Regions from separate parts of the Mus musculus genome. Here all the other regions are linked to region 1. Evidence: chromatin contacts called from public Hi-C and HiChIP or PLAC-seq data. All regions are on one chromosome and are shown on one strand. The core of a region is the stretch at or near the end of the contact, and the rest is flanking DNA. Distances in the headings are between cores, read along the strand shown.

Region 1 (2,761 bases), core at 70-2,569:
ACTTCGGCCCCTTCTGGTTCCTTAGAGATGTGGGGGGCAGGCAGGGAAGACAGCTATGTTTGAGCCGAGAAGGGAGCTGGGAAAGTGGGGCCCTGTTTTTGAGCCTGGCCACCATTGCCTAATCCTGATCAATGGGAATCTATACCCGACAGCTTCCCTTCTCCCTCCAGTTTTGATTCCAACTAGTTTGCCATCAGTGAGCCAGGTAAGCGGTATTTCCAGAACAACTACTCATGAGATCACCTGGGGCCTCTAACCCTCCTTGCCCCACCCGAGACAGTGAATCAGAATTTCTAGGAGGTTCCGTGTCCTGGGCTGGAGCCCAGGCTGTAATATTATACACAGGGAAGTCTGAGAAGCATCTGTTCAGGTCGAGCTCATTGTGAAGAACGGAACCAGGGCTGACTGAGTGACATAATTTCCCCAAGGTCTGATTAACTATGGCTCGGGGGCCCAGAACGTGGTGAGCTCATTCTTTGCTCACAGACCAATACTGCCTGCTATGTTTAATCATCAGAGTCCAAGTATCTGCGAAGTTTCTGATTCACCGTGAGGCAGCTGTGGGTACGTGACTAACAAAGTCTGAGTTCCGGATGCAGGTCAGAACGTGCCACCCACCGGCTTAGAGGATGACAGACAGGGTGACCTGTCTGATTTGACCGGCCCCTCGGTTTCTTTCACTTTCAGTATCAGAATGAGGGGAAAGGCCTGACTGATTACCCTTGAGAAAGAAAGCAACAAGAAGGCAGGAGCGCAGGCTGATTCAACCACCTCACCGTTGTTTCCTCAGCTCCTGTTAGCACTTTGAGCCAAACAGCTCTGGTCCTGGCAACTGCCAGCCTCTTGTGGTCGTGGTCGGGAGAGAAAGGATGGCAAGCCCTGCTACAGACGCTCCGCTTGTAGACCAGAATCAGCTTTTCTAACTGAGAAACAAGGAGGAGAAGCACTCTGCTCCGCCCCACCCTCCCAGGACCCAGCTTGGAAAGCTCAGAGCAAGCTTTGACTCAGGGAAAGCTCGAGCTGGTTATAATTGCCTCTAATTGGCCCTCCCACACCATCGCACAGTTTACAGCTGTAATGAGTTCCAAAAAGGGATGCCATATATTCTCCTCCTACCTTAAAAACCAGAATCCTTTCCTGCCTAGGTTCTTCACATAACTGCTTGGATTTTTCCTAATACATCAAAAGATATTAAAAGCAAGATCAGTGAATGAATGAAAAGCAAACATGTAAATGTGTTTTCAAAGAGAGAGCCCTGAACCCTGTGACCTCAGGGGCAACGCTGTGGGCCTCATATTGCTAACGGAGACCAAGGACAGCGAACGAGAAACCGATTGCATTCCAGGGCACACGGCCCTCAGAACACATGCATCTCTTCGGACATCTCCCATGTTCTGATTTTTATCTTTCTTGGCATGCTCGGGCTCTCTTTTAATAAAGTCACAACCTCTGTTGCCATGGAACCCAATCAGACATGAAGCCTGTTACTAGGACTTCCCTGCAGGGCAAGAAAAAAAAAACAAAAAAAACAAAAAACAAACAAAAAAAAAACCCAAAAGACTCCAGTGACAAAAAGACCAACATTTTCTTAAAAATCAAAAACCAAAAAAACCCAAAAATCAAAAATCAAAGCAATGAGCCTTTGGAAAGCGTCTGACACCTTTGTGTCGACTAACACTTAAGTTTCACATAGGATAGTTTGAACTCTTAAGCCAAAGCGTGTCAACATTTTATTCACACAAAAAAAAATTAAGCTGGGACTTTACAAAGATATTTGTTTCCAAATAAATACCTGGCAAAGAGGATAAAACTACAGGATTCTCCCATTTTCCCCGCTTTTAGGTGAGCTTGCTCAAGACTGAATAGCTGTTTGGCAAACACGTGTCAGTCAGCAGCTACCAAATTGCAGTATCCATTTCTACCAGCACTAAGGTTTTTTTTTGCCAAGAGCTCGTTATTTCTCTGCAAAGAGAAGATATCTAAACAACACAATGAATCCTCTGCTCTGCCATTATCTGGGAAAAAAAATATATCTGATGCTAACAACAAAGCTATATATGGAAAGGGAGTTAACGTCAGCTGAGTGTCTGTCCTGAGCCCGGCACTTCGCATCTCACCGTGTGACTGACGGAGTTACTACCACCAAGGTTCCGACAGCCTTGAGTAGCTTGATCAAGCTGCCACGCGACAACTGTGCCTGACTCCCAAAGCTAGAGTTATTCATTCATTCTGCCTAGCTTTTATTCTGGCTCTGGGTGCCAAGCATTTGTTCAGCCACTTGTTCTTGATGAGGGAATTCACAGCTTTGGGCAGCCTGTCTCAGAAGAGGGCATGGATTCTATTTTGGCTTCCAGCTGGCTACAGTGGTAAGATGTTCATATTCTACTATCATACTCACGAAGCAGCAGCTACCCCATGGGAGAACCATGAGTGAATGTCCTGTCCGTTTGCCTAGGATGACACAGGATGTGCATCTGTACTGGACTGTTAATTAAGTTAAGGATATTTTACCTAGTAGCGTGTATAGGGACAACTTTCATGGAAAGAAAAATTTTCTCAGCACAAAATTGCCATGAGATACTACTCAGCAGACAGAAAGAGACAGGGAGCGGTGGGGAGGAGATGGGACACCTACAACCTACGTACACTGGCAGGGATGCTCATGACCAACCACTGGAAAACCCTGACATTCCTCAAAGGGTTAACATAGCATCCCTGTGACACCTAGCAATTCTGCTCATAGTTGTCCCACACGAATACC
Region 2 (2,761 bases), core at 119-2,618, 200 kb after region 1:
ATTCTAACAGCAAGAAATGTGAGGTGACGTTCCTTCATTCAAATGTTGGATGTGGGGGTGTCCTATGGATTTTGCAATGTTTCTACCCTCCTGGACAGCTCACTTCCCTGTCACAGTCAACAGGCTGTGCCTGGTGTATACTCCGATCAACAGCTCTCCTCATGAATAAACCCACAAGTGGCCTGAGGCCCTGATAATTCTGTGAGCATTATCTACATTTGCTACCCTTTACTGTCGTGTAATGGAATTATCACTAAAAAGCCAAATGTTTTCTTCCTACTATCGGCTATGTTCTTTTATTGTTTTTCTTTTTGAGCTACATAGGCTTATTTAGGTATTCAGATGTTACTCATAATGTTTACCATTTGATGACTTTATACACATATTTAATATATGTGACCACATATCTCCCTGACTTTCATTTTCTATTTTGCAATCTTTGCCTGGACTTTTCCATTTCCTCTTCTGTTGTAGGAACCACCTCACCAACTCCATGGTACTCTCCTCACTCTGCTACATAGCCCTGGCTGATCTGTTGTGTTGAACTTGGGCCTTGCTTGCTTGCTTGTTTTTCTTTCTTTTGACCAGAAACCACTTTGTGTCGTCAAATGGTGTCCTACTAAAAAAGTAAGAAAACTCTTTTTTTTTGTTTTGTTTTGTGTTTTTTGTTTCGAGACAGGGTTTCTCTGTGTAGCCCTGGCTGTCCTGGAACTCACTCTGCAGCCCAGGCTGACCTTGAACTCAGAAATTCACCTGCCTCTGCCTCTGCCTCCCAAGTGCTGGGATTAAAGGCGTGCGCCACCTCCTGCGGTTTCTGAACATTTCGGCATGTGTCTGCTACCTGTTTTCCACAGTGATGCTGCAGAGAAAGCGATCAGAGAACCTCACTAGTGCCCCGACAGCAAACGCACAGGGGTCTGGGTGGTCAGTTAGGGGGTCTCTGCTGGCCTTGGCTGGGGTTACTCACACCCTCACGTGACCACCAGTCTGGTGTCAGCTGATTGACTGTTGGATTTAGAGATCTTGGCCAGGAAATCCTGGGTCATGGCAGCTTTCCTTTGAGACTGTTTTCTCACGGCAATGGCGGGCAGGCAAAAGGACAGACAGAAGCATGCAGTGCCTGCTGAAGCCTCAACATGGAATGGCCAAACATCCTTTTTGACCGAATATTAAGCCACAATGGGTGAGGCTTGAAGGGTGAAGCCAGAAACCGGAGAGAAGTGGTACTGGTATCTATCTCTTCATCTTCAACCAGTCCTGTCTGCCTCCAGGACCAGGCATCCTTCTCCCCGCCCCCCCTGCCCCGCCCCGCCCCGCCCCGCCACCTCCAAGCACTTCCCATCCTGAGAGGCAGTGCTGCCCTTCTAAGCCCAATACGGAAGTGGCTGGACGTTCAAGTCAGAGTAGGGACCAAGAACTTCTCAGCAAGCTGCCAAGAATCTCCCAGGTGGAAACACCACAGCAGACCACAGAGGCCTGTGTGCGCATACCGTGGACGTCATCAGCAGGGAGTGACCACTGGGGAACATACTCCAGATATCTCTGCACTTAGTGGGTAAGAAACAGAAAAATAAAGGGCCGGACTGCGCAGAGTAGCAGTCACTGCGCATAGTAGCAGTCACCAGCAGCACAGCCCCCCAACCCCCGGAACTTTCATGTTTGTGCATTGGTCAAGTTAACTTGCAGGTGGGCTGTCTGAAAATCAGAAGGAAAGATAGCAGCAGAAAAACTTGAAACTCTGCCCTGGGAGAGGGGCGTTCCACCACGAAAGACGATCAAAGGCTGACAGAGAACTGTTATTCTGTCAAAACACCCCCACGAAGGGGAAACAACTATGTATATTTCTTAGGGCAGGGCAGCCTCACCTGTGATTGAAAAATGATTCAGGTCGATTTCAAGCAATTGAGTAAATTTTCTCGTGCTAGACGTTAGAGTGATTTCACTCGTTTTAGCTCTTTAAAAAAGATTTTCAGTTTAATTCCGCATGGATTGATTCATGCGTGTGCACCAGATTCATAAGCTACAAAATAATATGAAGTAAAAATCAATGTCCCAGCACCCCCCTCAGTCCCTCAGCCAGACTCCTCAGTGACACTCACCATTGACAGATAACCTATAGTTACACAGGGCACAAGCGCATCCTATACGTACACGGGACACAATATGCATGTATGGGTGTGTGTGCATACACAAACTTGCTAGTCTTTTGTTTGTTTGTTTTTTAGTTTTTCGAGACAGGGTTTCCCTGTATAGCCCTGGCTATCCTGGAACTCAGAAATCCGCCTGCCGCTGCCTCCCAAGTGCTGGGATTAAAGGCATGTGACACCACGCCCAGCCTTGCTAGTCTTTTAAAGCTAGTAAATACTACTATGCTAAAAAAATTTTTTCTTCACACCTCCCCAGATTCACACATTTTTATAGTGCTGGCTGGCATCAACACCAAAGCTTCACAGGCTCTTGGCAAGCACTTAGCCACCAAACCAGCAAACCTCTCCTGTTTCCTGCCTCTGGAGAGGCTATGCCGGCAGCTGCCGGGAATTTTTAAAAGGCTAAGTCATACTGTTTGTGGATAATCTATTATTCGATCAGTTCCTATAGGTGAGTGTCCAGTTAGCTCTTGGTATGTTGCTATTTCAGGTAAGCTATAAGCATATCTGCAGGATAAATTCCCGAAAGCAGAATCGGTCAGACGGGATAACTGCATCTGTACCATTAACATCGTCAGCCCAAAGCACCTTCCAGAGACCTGGACCACAGTCAA
Region 3 (2,761 bases), core at 146-2,645, 160 kb after region 1:
CTCAAAGGTGTAAGCGCTAATAGTGTTCTTAAGCCATGCATGTTGAATCTGTTCAATATGTGGGACCTACAATAACCAAGCCCACTGCAAGAGAATAAGTCAAGAACTGAATAAATTCAAACTGTAAGGTGACTCTGCCGACTTCTTTCTACTCCTTAACTCAGGCACCCCACCCTTCCTTGTATGGCCTCCTGACATAGTATAGTATCCTGAAGAAAGAGTCAGGCCAAAGCCTTCAGTCCTCTTTCCCATCACCCACATATCTGAGCTGCCCCAGAAAAACCTGGGGGGGGGTAATATTAAACCACAGACAAGACAGACAACTGCTGCACCCCATCTACTTAGTTCTGGGGTTTTAAAGACTTTTTAAAAATTATGTATGTGTCTGGAGCTATGTGTATCTGAGTACCTGCAGAGGCCAGACCAGGCTAAACTCCCCTAGTCATTTTGTTTTTACAGTTGCAAATAACAGAAAATGTAGCTAACAGTCAATGGCAGGCATAGGATTCTGTAACTGGGAATCTCTCTTCTTTGCAAGACATGAAATCTCAGATGGACTGTTTCGGAGATGCTGAGGGTCTGGGGGGTGGGGGTGGGGTGGTCAGTGATGGTAAGATGTGGGTGGGCCAGCATCACCAATTCTTTTTGTCCCACGCCTCACCATTATGAAATGGCCTCACCATTATGGAATGCTCTCACCATTATGGAATGGCGGCAGCAGCCCCAAGCACTGCATGTGAGCCTCGCTGCACTCAAAGCAGGAAGCAGCATAGACTGAGAGCCCTCCTCTGTTAAAGGATGAGAATCTCCCAGCATCCCTCAGCAGACTTCCCCTTCCATTTTAGGACCATTCAGGCACTCATGTCTGTCCCCAGGACTAGAGCAAGGTTTATATTTAAGAGATGCCTGCCTGGCTTCATTAGCAAGGACAGAAAGTATTGGACTTGGTAAAATAATCGCCTGCCTTGGAAGTAGCATCTCCAGAGACAGTAAGAGATGGGACCTTGGGGAAGTGACAACCCACCAAAGCTGTGTTGTACCTGGAGACCACTCACTGCACACAGTAGGTCTTCCTGCTGGGACACAGGGACGCCATCTACAACACTTCTCCTTTCTCTTTTGCTCTATACACACGTGTGTACTTGTTCCCTATGCTAAGCATACTGAGGCTGACTTCAACTGAGGCGGTATCCACATATGACCAGGGACTGCTCAGCTCTGCTCCCTCACAGCCACCAGTGAGGTCAAAGACACTCAGAAAGCCAGACACAAACCAGCCTCATAGAAAACAGACAGTCCCTGAGCAACTGTGCCTAGGGCCTGAAGAGTCCTGCAGGGTCAGTGGGGGGAGCGTCATGGTGACTACACCACAGGAATGTGCAGGCTACTGAAGAAGGTGGAGCCTGACAAAAAGGAAGTTGCCTTAGGAAAGACTGGAAGGGCCGAGCCTCTGCCTCTACCACTGCAGGGCAGGCAGAAGGCAGCATTTCAGGGAACTGACCCCAGACAATGGCAATGAGCCCCAGCCTGGGATGTGAGAATCTGTAGACAGACTCTGTCAACCTGGATGTCTCTGTTTTTCCTAACTGTGAAATGCAAGTGACACTGGGACGTTCCTCACAGCATTTGAGAAACAAGACAGACCGTATACTGAGGTATTAGGAAAATGTTTGCTCAATGAACGCCCGGCACGCTTGCCAGAGCAGTGTCAATTCTAGCAGCAGGCAGAGAACCAGGCAGCCACTTGTCACAACCAGCGTATTAAAGAGTTAAAGCTGCCAAGCAGAAAATCACCTCCCTGGCACTTCACTTCAAAGCTGGAGAGTCTGGCTACCTTCCTCGGCACAGTCAGCAATGAATCACCTCCAAAGCACACATGCATAATAAGGATAAAGTTTGATACATTGTTTTGGCTTATTTTCTGTATATTTTCCTTGTTAAACCTTCCAAAGAATCCAAAGGATGTCTATAATATGTATCCATCTTTCTTTAAGGTCAAAAGGAAAAAAAAATCCTTGCCCTGAGATCAGAGAGAGAGAGAGAGAGAATAAAGTCCACCCTTGGGCCATACTTCTTCCCAGCCTCCAGCCCTTCCCACTGCCCAAGAATTCTAAATTAACCTAAGCTTTCTTTTTCTTTACACTTTTCCCCACACATGTCTGTATCTCTAAAGAAGAAATCACTTAGGTTGGCTTTACTAACTTCTGTGTAAATGTGGGGCAGGACTGATACACTGTTCTTGCAGAGGACCTGAGTTTGGTTCCTAGTACTTGGGCTCATAACTGCCTGTAAATTCCAGTTCCAGGGGATCATATGCCCTCTACTGGCCACCACAGGCACCTGCACACACTTGCAGGAACTCACACATACATACGCACAAACACATATGCATACAAATAGTTAAAAATAAAATGACTACTTATGGGACTAGCCAGATGGCTCAGCAGTTAAGAGTGCTTGCTGCTGGGGGACTTTTGGGATAGCGTTGGAAATGTAATTGAGGAAAATATGTAATAGAAAAAAAAAAAAAAGAGTGCTTGCTGCTCTTCCAGAGGACCCAGGTTCAGTTCCCAACAAATACCTATATCAGATGGCTCGCTATTTGCCTGCACCTCCAGCTGCAGGGGGTCTGACGCTCTTTTTGGGCGCACCTGAACTCACGCGCACTCGCACAGACACACACATACACACACACCGATTTAAAAATAACAAAAATTTCAACTCTGTGTAAGTGAAGTATACAGTAGGCATTTCCCTGCAA
Region 4 (2,761 bases), core at 95-2,594, 130 kb after region 1:
TGTTTCTTTGGTTCCTTTTACAACTAGTTTGCTGGCTCGACTTGTGACAGATGAGTCAGGATGTGGCTTTTGCGGGACAGACAGCCAACTTCCATATTCTCATTCCTTTCTAAACAATGGAGCCCTGCCTACCAAGGCATCCCTCTCTAATTTGCACACATTGTTTTTTGGGTTTTATTTTATTTTATTTTATTATTTTTTTGTAGCCCTGTAGCCTAGCCTGGTTTCCACAGAAGATCCCTCAAACAAAAATCCACACAGAACATCAGTGCAATCTGGGAGAACACCTAAACCCAAACCAATGGAAAATGGACCCCAGAGAGACAAGCTGATCTCTGGGAAGAATTTTAAAGGGATGGAGAGGAAGAAGAGAGGAAAGGAGGAAAGACAGCCACCAAGACCCCCTCTAAATACTGGACACTTGGGCTTCCATCTAACCAAGGTATACCCTGTCCCTAGAGCCCCCTGCCTAGAAAGCCATCTCTCTCTGTGCCTGTTAAGGTTCTTGCTGGTCCTTCATGGCTGTTCCAACAGGGCCTTCCAGAGGGGTCTTCTCCAGTCACCAACTTTCCTGACTGCTGTGTGTCTGGCTCCCTGTAGCTTTCTCCAGAGTACTTCCCAACATCTGCAATGGCCTTGAGTATTGACGTTAGGAACAGCTTTAGCTACCCAGTGAGCGAAAGCCTGGCTTGGACCATGTGATACTCTGTCTCGACAAACAACAGCAACAAACTATAAAAAGATGTTAAGATGGTTTTAAAGAAGCAGAGGGAAGGGAATGGAATGCTGTGTGTCTGCCATTCATTTCTCAAACCCATGCTTTCTGTAAATATATTAATATACTTCAGAGCAAATCTCAGATCTCCTCTCCCCCTTTTATGTGCCCAGGAGCTTCGCCTGCATGTCTTGTCTGTGCACCACATGTGTGCCCGGGACCCACAGAAGCCAGAAGAGGGGGTTGCAAGCCCCGGGATGGAGTTACAGACTTGTGTGAGCTACCGTGTGCATGCCGAGCATCCTCTGAAAGAACAGCCAATGGAAATACACAGAACACAGACACAGACCATGGACGGGGACAGACTGTTGCCATTCCCCGGGCTGACGGCTGTATGCCACTTTCTTGTTGCTGACCCGAGGGAGTAGGAGGGCTTTCCAGTTAGCCTCTTGAAAACACACAGAGAGCGAGCAAAGCCTTCCATCCCTGTGGGAAGGCTTGGAAACCAAGCAACTGTGAGGAAACACAGACTCCAGCCAGTAACAAGCCAGGTCCTGAGAACACCTCTGGCTGACACGGGGTTACTCCGCCCCTCACTCGTCTGGTTACATAATTTCCTTGTTCCATTCTTTTGAGACCCTTGACAAAGCCTTGCTTTCTGTTTGGCCCCTGCTTCTTCCTTGGCCTCACATTAACAGAGGAGGAGCACTCACTACTTAGGACTAGCGAGAAGTCACATTTGGTAAAGCGGTGGCTAGCTGGGGAGTCTCTGGGGAAGCAGGGAGGGGGAAGGGGGGTGTTGGGCACCCTGAGCCCAGCTAGTGATAAATGTACACGTGCAACCGGTACTTGCTGGAGCACAGCGCCCAAGAGGCAGCAAGAAATAAACTAACATGTTAATGAATTGGAACTAAGGGAGCTGGAAGCTTCCCGAAGGCTGGCATCTTGACCACTCAGGCAGTGTCCCGTGAACAACCTTGGACTGAAGCAAAATGCAGCATGAGAACAAGCCCTGAGATCCGTTACCGTAACAACCCGTTCTCCTCTCTTCACATCCGTCCTTTGTTGAGTTCCTTTCCCCAGCTGCAGTCCATGGCCGACAGCAACTTGATACAGCCATGTCTCTACACGCAGCAGACTTCACCCCACACTGCTCGTCTCCCTGAGCTCTCTCTGCCTCTAGGCATCAGAAGGCCCTCTTGCCTTCATCTGCAAGGCTGCTGGAGTGTACTCCCCTGCTTGACTGACTCCTACCTCTGGTACACATGTAACTATGACTTATGCCCAGAAGCCTGCCGTCTGTCTCAGGGCTCGTCGGGTTTCTTTTTCTTAGGATCTGTCTGTCGTCCATCCCACTGAAAGCTGGTTCCTTTTTTTTTTTTCTTTTTCTTTTCTTTTCTTTTTCTTAATTTTTTTTTTTTTTTTGGCCTAATGAATTTGGTGTTCCTTGAGCCTCAGTTTCTGCACCTGTAAAGGGGGAGAGTAGTAACACCCATCCATCCATTACTGCATGCCGCATGAAGTGGCTGTGCCACTTAATCTCATCAGTTTGGTTGGATTGAGCAGTGCCTACATTAATATGGTATATCTCTACGGGGGTGTTTCCAGCGAGCATTGATTAAGGCAGGGAGAGACATTCTGCGTGTACGTGACATCATCCCATAGGCAGGGATCTGTACCGAATACGGTACAGGAAGGTCAAGCCTACTAGCTCAGGCTTTCTCTTCCTTTCTGGTTCCCCTCTGCTGGGATGACTAACACTGTCCCAGCCACGATGCACTGAGGCCTCAGGAACCATAAGGCAAGATAAACCTTTCCTCCTTTAAGGTGATGTGCTCAGACATGTGTGTGTGTGTATGTGTGTGTGTGTGTACATGTACATTGATTGAACTTGTGTGTGTGCATGTGTACATACAGGTTCAGGTATGTGCATGTCCACATGGAGGCCACAGACAGACACTGAGTATCTTTCCTTTATTGTTATCCATACATCTTATCTATCTATCTATCTATCTATCTATCTATCTATCTATCTATCTACAGACA

Evidence for each region. A called contact is a pair of places that touch in the nucleus more often than the background predicts. HiChIP or PLAC-seq counts read pairs in DNA pulled down with a chosen protein or histone mark.
Region 2: an H3K4me3 HiChIP or PLAC-seq map of bone marrow-derived macrophages shows a contact between it and region 1, with 6 times the contacts expected there. The contact joins two enhancer-like sites. A contact is called at or near these places in 1 of 115 datasets of contacts at active chromatin or transcription factors (bone marrow-derived macrophages) and 1 of 9 other capture datasets (pancreatic islet).
Region 3: a contact with region 1 is called in a Hi-C map of bone marrow-derived macrophages, with 30 read pairs. The contact joins two enhancer-like sites. A contact is called at or near these places in 4 of 484 Hi-C or Micro-C datasets (bone marrow-derived macrophages, cerebral cortex and liver), 1 of 115 datasets of contacts at active chromatin or transcription factors (pancreatic cancer cells) and 2 of 9 other capture datasets (adipose tissue and liver).
Region 4: a contact with region 1 is called in a Hi-C map of bone marrow-derived macrophages, with 42 read pairs. The contact joins two enhancer-like sites. A contact is called at or near these places in 1 of 15 datasets of contacts at CTCF or cohesin (CD8 T cells), 19 of 484 Hi-C or Micro-C datasets (CD4 T cells, CD8 T cells, the CH12 cell line and 12 more), 12 of 115 datasets of contacts at active chromatin or transcription factors (astrocytes, bone marrow-derived macrophages, cardiomyocytes and 8 more) and 6 of 9 other capture datasets (adipose tissue, bone marrow-derived macrophages, embryonic stem cells and 3 more).

The regions. Positions count from the first base shown.
Region 1 is chr10:94,543,584-94,546,344 of GRCm38.p6, reverse strand. The region is part of intron 1 of Tmcc3 (transmembrane and coiled coil domains 3); the gene reads right to left. Among named protein-coding and RNA genes, the nearest start is that of Gm40743, 30 kb to the right of the region's middle. Within about 2 kb of position 1,319, at least 300 of the 459 cell types and tissues checked have an H3K27ac peak or open chromatin away from gene starts, as enhancers often do. A contact at or near this core is called in adipose tissue, bone marrow-derived macrophages, cortical glia and 5 more, where this site is marked.
Region 2 is chr10:94,343,423-94,346,183 of GRCm38.p6, reverse strand. It overlaps a transcript of Tmcc3 not described here. Among named protein-coding and RNA genes, the nearest start is that of Gm4792, 46 kb to the right of the region's middle. Within about 2 kb of position 1,368, at least 12 of the 459 cell types and tissues checked have an H3K27ac peak or open chromatin away from gene starts, as enhancers often do. A contact at or near this core is called in bone marrow-derived macrophages, where this site is marked.
Region 3 is chr10:94,379,840-94,382,600 of GRCm38.p6, reverse strand. It overlaps a transcript of Tmcc3 not described here. Among named protein-coding and RNA genes, the nearest start is that of Gm32827, 45 kb to the left of the region's middle. Within about 2 kb of position 1,395, at least 66 of the 459 cell types and tissues checked have an H3K27ac peak or open chromatin away from gene starts, as enhancers often do. A contact at or near this core is called in bone marrow-derived macrophages and pancreatic cancer cells, where this site is marked.
Region 4 is chr10:94,415,149-94,417,909 of GRCm38.p6, reverse strand. Gm32827 (a long non-coding RNA gene) reads left to right here. Exons shown (of 4, transcript XR_871962.3): 4 at 1-2,761. It also overlaps a transcript of Tmcc3 not described here. Among named protein-coding and RNA genes, the nearest start is that of Gm32827, 9.9 kb to the left of the region's middle. Within about 2 kb of position 1,344, at least 83 of the 459 cell types and tissues checked have an H3K27ac peak or open chromatin away from gene starts, as enhancers often do. A contact at or near this core is called in adipose tissue, bone marrow-derived macrophages, cortical glia and 4 more, where this site is marked.